Regions from separate parts of the Sus scrofa genome. Here region 1 is linked to region 2. The links are chromatin contacts, called in public Hi-C maps. All regions are on one chromosome and are shown on one strand. The core of a region is the stretch at or near the end of the contact, and the rest is flanking DNA. Distances in the headings are between cores, read along the strand shown. Region 1 holds the start of PEX1 (peroxisome biogenesis factor 1). Region 2 holds the start of CYP51 (cytochrome P450, family 51, subfamily A, polypeptide 1).

What was found. A called contact is a pair of places that touch in the nucleus more often than the background predicts.
Region 1: a contact with region 2 is called in a Hi-C map of liver, with 4 times the contacts expected there. The contact joins the promoter of PEX1 here to the promoter of CYP51 in region 2. A contact is called at or near these places in 3 of 47 Hi-C or Micro-C datasets (heart right ventricle and liver) and 1 of 2 datasets of contacts at active chromatin or transcription factors (alveolar macrophages).

Annotation. Positions count from the first base shown.
Region 1 is chr9:72,442,771-72,446,388 of Sscrofa11.1, reverse strand. PEX1 (peroxisome biogenesis factor 1) reads left to right here and starts at 1,671. Exons shown (of 23, transcript XM_021102380.1): 1 at 1,671-2,021. The coding sequence starts at 1,773. RBM48 (RNA-binding protein 48) reads right to left here and starts at 1,578. Exons shown (of 5, transcript XM_003130141.5): 1 at 1,435-1,578; 2 at 707-897. The coding sequence starts at 1,578.
Region 2 is chr9:72,077,016-72,080,634 of Sscrofa11.1, reverse strand. CYP51 (cytochrome P450, family 51, subfamily A, polypeptide 1) reads left to right here and starts at 1,488. Exons shown (of 10, transcript NM_214432.1): 1 at 1,488-1,688. The coding sequence starts at 1,515. It overlaps LOC102158687 (a long non-coding RNA gene), which reads right to left and starts at 906. Exons shown (of 3, transcript XR_002347031.1): 1 at 770-906.

The sequences.
Region 1 (3,618 bases), core at 422-2,921, 370 kb before region 2:
CAAGGACCTACTGGTTAGCACAGGGAACTCTATTCAATATCCTGCAATAACTTATAAAGGAAAATAATTTGAAAAGGAATGTGTGTGTGTATACACACACAAATAGGTATATGTGTGTGTGTGTGTATAACTGAAACACTTTGCTGTACACCTGAAAGGTTGTAAATCAACACTTTCATTTTTTAAAATGAGGGAAAAAAGAGATAGGGCATTTCGTACTTAATTGTTGGAGAAAATTTTATGTTATATAGAAGGAGATTCAATTACACAGGTCCATAAAATAAGAGATCCAATACCTAATGTTTACTGCCTTCTGAATAGAAGGCACTGTGCTAAGCCCTATACATGGATCCATGTCATCCTCACACAACCTCCGTAAGTAGGTCCTTTTACCATACTGGTGTCTAAAGAATAAGAAAACAGTCTTAATGGGGTCAAGTAACCTGTCCATGGTCATGATGTTAGTAAACAGTGAAACTTGAAAATTTACTCCCAAACCAATTTTTAATCTACCATACTACACACACAAAAAAATTGTTAAGCATGGGAATGACGTGATAGAAAGAGTTTGGTAGGGCTAACATTTAAAAAGACTAGAAGAATACAGGGTCATGTTAGTTACTGGGTAATTCAGAAATGAATGAGGGAGGCCAAATGTAGGCAACGGGAATGGAGAAAATGAGACACTGTTTAACTTGCATATTACCTTGCACTTTGTAAATTGAGAAATTTAATAAGATAAACTTCTGTAAAGTCTTCTGCTGGGTATTCATCTAGAGCATTATACTGTTCAATTGCACCATACAAAGCAAATCGCTCAACTAATTCCTTCATGGCTCCGACTGCAGGAACTCCTTGTATTAATAAGTACCGAGATTCCAAATTGATCGTGTAAACCTATAAGAAATCAGACACATTAAATGTATTTCACAAAGAAGCCTGGGACAAATCTAATCCTATATTTTTTTAAAGTTGAAAAAAACACCTTTCGACTGGTTTGCATAAAAACAGGAAATCTAAAAACTTGCCCCTCTCTCTACATAATGAATAGTTTACCCTTCTTGCAAAGGCCTTTAGCTAAAGCACGTAACATTATCTTCCATCAATGTGTTTTCCACAAATTAGCTCGGTAGAAGTTACAGGGACGAGTTAACAAGTATTCGCTGAGCGTTTACCATGTAACAAGGACCACTGTAAACACGGAAGATACAGTGACTGAAACACAGCCCTCTTCTCACGGAGCTGAGGTTCTAGCAGTAGACTAAAGAGCACTCAAGCATCTTTGGTACTTGAGTACCAGCGTTTTTCATATTCTTCTTCAGTTAATCGATGTGACCGCAGCCTCTCAAGATGTTATTTACGTAAGCTGGGCATGTGAAGCTGGAACTCACAGAAAGCTACCGGGGATAGCGATTGAAACCAAAGTCACTTTACCCTGACAGCGCGAGGGCGGCGCCCCTCTCGATACTTGGCCCGCGAGTCGCATACAGCCCTTTGGACGTGGTGATCGAATAAGCCTCCTAGCTGCCCGCCGCTCAACGCCATCTTGCCGGTGTTATCCCTCGCGAACGACAACATCCGCCCCGTTGCCCCACCGTTTACCCAATAAGAGAGAGGGGTGAGTTAAGGCGTTCCGAGATTGGCTGAAGAATCGACACCGTCGGCCATCGTTTCCTGTGAGCGAGGATTTGGTGAAGAACGTGTCGCCCCCCAGCGGCGCGGCGGAAAGGCCCTGAGAACAGGCGCAGGCGTGCTGGCCCCTCCCGCTCCGGATGCGCCGCGGGGCCTTAGGGGGCGGGGCCGATCGATCGTCTCCGGGTCCGACGCCCGCGACCTGCGGGGTTGGCCCGGGAAAGATAGGTTGGGCGGCTGGGGGTCGGTGCCTGCAGACAATGTGGGGCGGCGATCGCCTGGCGGGTGCTGGCGGAGGCGGGGCGGCCGTGACGGTGGCCTTCACCAACGCTCGCGACTGCTTCCTCCACTTGCCGCGGCGCCTTGTGGCCCAGCTACACCTGCTGCAGGTAAGGCGCCCGCTTGGTGCCGGGCTCTCACCACCGACTTGGGACAGCTGCTGGCCAGTCTGCGGTCGGCCGAGACCCAGGCCTTTTAGGGACGCAGCGGCCGCTCAGGCCTCTCCCGGCGGCGGGATTAGGGCTGCTTTCCCAGCCCCGCCGACCGGTTCAGAGGCCACACTGAGGACCCCTTGCGGGCAGGGCTGGCCTGGGCGCTCTTGACAGCCACATCACGTCTAGTGCAGCACGGCTTCTTTGAGTTGACCTGCTGTATTCCAGGTCTTTTACTCGCCGGAACTGGGCTTTGAAACGCCCCGATATTCTCCCTCTTCGTTCAACTATTCCTCACTCCAGGTTGGAAAAGCTCTTGAGAAGTCGGGTTTGTTTGTCTTTTGGGATTCTGTTCTGTTTTGTTTCATTATTAGAAAACGTTTTTCCTGCCAGCGATTTCCAGGTGCTTGCATGGCTGTGGTCCCGGCCTTCAGAAAGAGGGGCGGACTTGGTTTGTGAAGTCTCTATTGGTTAACAGAGGTGGAGCCCTGTGTCCCACGAGCGGGATAGATTAATATGAACCTTCTTCCTGTGTCTCCAAACACCTCCGGGGTGCTCCAGGAATGTGCTGTGGGAGTATGCATACTTGGTCATAGGTAGTTAGAATTCCTTGAACCTCTGTTTTCACTTGCGCTCTGCACCTTGTGGTTGTGGCGGTTCATAGCTCTAACACTTGCATGGTTACAGAGATGCAACATCTGTATTTTCCTAATTGTAAAGTGGAGACACCTGGTTTACGAGTTTGAGCGTGCTTGCTTAAGGGGCTAAAAGGATAGGCTGTTTGAAATCTTCGAAAATCCTGAATGCATAGTACCCACTGGTTTGCAGTAATTTCAACAGTTTGCAATAATTTCAAATATCTCCCTTTTCCATTTTAGCTACTTCTCTGTAACTCCTTTTCTAGAGTATTTTCCCCTATCTTTCATAGCACATTAATTTCAACAGATCCTGCCATTATTTCTTTTACTATAAAGTAGGCAGTCTCTTGGCCCTGATAAGCTTCCTTCTGGCTGGAGATGAGTTAGTTATTATCACCTGGTCCCAGGTAGCTGCTCCCTGCCCTGTGCTTTCAGCTTTGATGATTTTCCACGTGCCTTCAAATCCCCACCTAATGAGTTTATAGTAATGTAGAGTAACTGATAATTTTATCTAAGATGTGGATGCTGTTTTACCTTCATCACTATTTAAGAATTTAGTGGTCTTGATCTTTGTTTTACATTTTGAGGCTTCAGTAAGAATTAGTTCATGAAATTTTTTTTTGAAATATAAATCCCTTTAGCCTTGGAAAAAACTTGTTTCTATCCAGCCTATATCAGCAGATTAGGCCTACTTTTTTTCCCCAATTATAAAAGTAGTACATGCTTTATAGAAAATTTGGAAGCATGGAAAATTACAAACAAGAAAATAAAAGTTAGTTGCTCATAGTTCCCAAACCTTGAGATAACTAATATTAACAGTTTGGATCAAATCTTCCAGTTTTGTTTCTAATCTCTATTTCTAACAGAAATGAAGCCCCACCCCCTTATAGTTTTGTATCCTGATATTTTCTGTAGTA
Region 2 (3,619 bases), core at 239-2,738:
TCAGAGCTGCAGCTGCCCACCTACATCACCAATCAAGAGATTCTGGCCACATATGCCACCTACACCAAAGCTCAGCAAGGCCCTATACTTAACCCACTGAAAGAGGCCAGGGGTCAAACCCACATCCTCATGGATACTAGTCGGGTTCATAATCGGCTGAACCATAACAGGAACGCCTGGAAAAACTTTTAAGGCGGTGGAATTACAGGACCTGGCGACTGATCAGCCATGAGGACCAGAGGAATAGGGCAATTTTGTGGGCGGTGCTGCCTTTCCTGAGAGGCACTGCAGGAGGAGCAAGGCGGAGATTTACGTTTAGTTTGGCATCAACTTTGAGTGTCAGATCTCCAGCCAGCGGTGTCACAACAGGCAATTAGCTATTACCGCTTCTTCCAAGAGGGCCTTGCCGAGTTTTCTCACTCCCTGCCGAATCCTCAGTGCCTAGCACGACACCTAGCTCTTAACGCTGATTAAATAAAGAAACGAATCTGGTCGGGAGTCTGTGACAGTCATCTAAAAGGAGGGTTCCATTTGGCAGTCATTTTCTATACATGTTCATTTGAAACCACAGGAGAGGATGAAACCAGCTCGACTGTAATCATAGGATTTAACTCCCGCTTAAAAACCTTTCTGGTCCTAAAAAGCTAGAATAATTGTCGTTCTTGGGAAATGTTGCCTGAAATAGGTGACGACGGCCTTGAACATTAAAGTTGGTTCGGAAAACCTGTTTTTGTATAACGCAGAATACTCAACAAGCGAGACTTGTTACCTTGAAGCGCGCTTTTGAACATCTATCAGACTGGTTTTACCCGGGGTGAGGTGGGACTGACATCAAATGTCCCACCTTTCAGTGTCTGGACGGCGTCTTTCACAAACTCCATTTTCATAAAACGTAGAGACTCCCCCAAATCCCAGGAAGCAGCCCAGGAGCAGGTTCGGCTGTGGCGGGTCCGCGCGCCCGGGCAAGGGGCGGTGCTTCAGACACCCGCCCAGCTGACGCGACATAGGCCGAGATCACCTCACGCGCGCGCGGTGCAATCACGAAGCGCGCTCCCCCTGCCCCACCTTCACAACCCTCGCCTTGAGATCCTTCCGCCCATCTCATCCCGGTCGCGTGACCTGGCGCCCCGCACCCAGCACACCCAAGTTGGGGTGGACCGCGATTCTGAGGTTATCTCCTCTTAGGCCACATTCTGGTCTGTCTCTGTACCACCCGTGCGACAGGTGCAGCATTATTCTTCAGGTCCTCTCTCCTGCGTAAGGAGATGACCGCGGCACGAAGTACAATTTATGGGGCGTGGGCATAGGAAGCCCCTCCCACTCCTGTGACGTACAGGGTGGTGCGTGAGGGAGCCGGCAGTAGGGGGTGCGGCTGGGTTCAGCAGGGGGCTTGCGGGCCGGCGCCGCTTTCCGACGCCCATCTGCTGGCTAGTCTCCCTCAGTGGTTTCGGAGGAGCCGCGGCGACCTCGGCCTCCAGAATCCCCAGCAAACTGACGTGAGGGTGGCGGCCGGGATGGTGTTGCTGGGCTTACTGCAAGCTGGGGGGTCGGTGCTTGGGCAGGCGATGGAGCAGGTAACTGGCGTCAATCTCCTATCCAGTCTGCTCCTCGCCTGCGCCTTCACGCTCATCTTAGTTTACCTGTTCCGCCAAGCCATCGGCCACCTGGCCCCACTGCCGGCTGGAGCGGTACGTCACCCCTAGGGGTTCAGGCGAGGGACGCTCCAATGAGGGCAGCTGCTCCGATGAGGGCGGCCGAAGGGCTAACGGGGGCCTGGGACAGCGGTGGTGCTGGGCTGGGCAGTGGCCGCGGGCGCGCTGGGGACTGGGGTCGGGGGAGGGTGGCAGTGGCACTGTCTTGGCGCTGGCGGTGGCAACTGCCTTGACCTTGCTGGACTTGGTGCTGGGTCGTGTTTATAGTGGTGGCCTCGTGTCTGGTCCTGGCCGGGGTCGAAGTGACCGTGATTTTGGTCGTAGTGATGGCTATGCTGGCCAAGGCACCGGTGGTCCTAATGGTCATGACCGGCGTAGCAGGTGAGGCGCTGAGCGTCTTGATGCTCTACTGGCAGCTGAAGGGGTGTTTTTGGCCCCCGGGGAGTGCAGGTCCTGGTGGTGTTATTAGTGGCAGCTTCAGTCCTGGTGGCCACCCTTCTGTGGCATAGTGTCCTATGGCGATTTCCATCAGTACCAGGGGGATGTGTTCAGTTTGATTTGAGTGGCTGTGGCTGGAGTGTTGTAGGGATCTTCCTATAATGCTAATATCAATTTCTCTAACTTAGTGGCTTTATTGACTACTAGCTTCATACGTCCTTAATATATTTGATGAATGCTTCCTTAACCAGCCAACACCAACTAGCTTTTAAAACTACCCTTTTACTGACAATGGAATGTACAAACCATTGACCAGGTAGCTTTTTCTTTTCTTTTCTTTTTTTTTTAAGGGCCACACCCAAGGAAGGGCATATGGAGGTTCCCAGGCTAGGGGTTGAATCTGAGCTGTAGCTGCTGGCCTATGCCAGAGCCACAGCAACGCAGGATCCAAGCCCTGTCTGTGACCTACACCACAGCTCACAGCAATGCCGGATCCTTAACCCACTCAGCAAGGGCAGGGATTGAATCGGCAACTTCATGGTTCATAGTCAGATTTGTTAACCACTGAGCCACGACGGGAACTCCCTAATATTTTAAGATTGCTGCTATTGTCTAAAGAGTGAGTTTGTAGAGCTCCTTACAAATTCACTCTTTGGACTCCTTGTAATGTGTGGAATACTGTCCCTTTTTATCATTTGACTGCATTGCAAGTTTGATTTCCAGAAGACTTCATGTTATAATCTGCAAGTCTCATTTTGGAGCATCTTAAATACCTTAAGTGCTAAGGTGTTCCTGCTAGAGCTGATCTGCTCCTCTCTTTACAATCAGTGAATCTAGCTCTTTTTTTTTTTTTTTTTTTTTTGTCTTTTGTCATTTTAGGGCCACAGCTGCAATATATGGAGGTTCCCAGGCTAGGGGTCTAATCGGAGCTATAGCTGCTGGCCTATGCCACAGCCACAGCAACGCCAGATCTGAGCTGCATCTGTGACCCACACCACAGCTCACGGCAATGCTGGATCCTTAACCCACTGAGCAGGGCCAGGAATGAAACCCACAACCTCATGGTTTTTAGTCAGATTCGTTTCCACTGCGCCAAGATGGGGGCTCCCTAGCTCATTTGTTGAGAGAAGCCTGAGATGTGTTCTGTTTACTGATGAATGTAGCTTCTTAAACATTTCCCTTCTTTCTATACCTCAAATTATTTTTTCCTCATACCTTCTTTATGCAATATTCTGGGACTGAATTTGAGAGTGGTGAAGAAGTGGTGAAGAAACTATAGTTTGACTTTTCTGTTTTCTTACTGCTAATGGTTAGGAATGTTGCCTAGTGGCCACTAACAAGACTGAATATATCCTGGGAAGTATTCAGCATTTATAATTGCAATGCCTTGGTGTTTGTCTAGTTATTTATCTTACACCAGGTTTTGATTTTCTGTTCTTTTTACTGTGGCTACTCTCTCCTAAGGTATTTGCAGTTTGGCTGTTAAGTTACTTTTGCTGCTTTATCTTTTGGTAACTCTTTAGTATTAA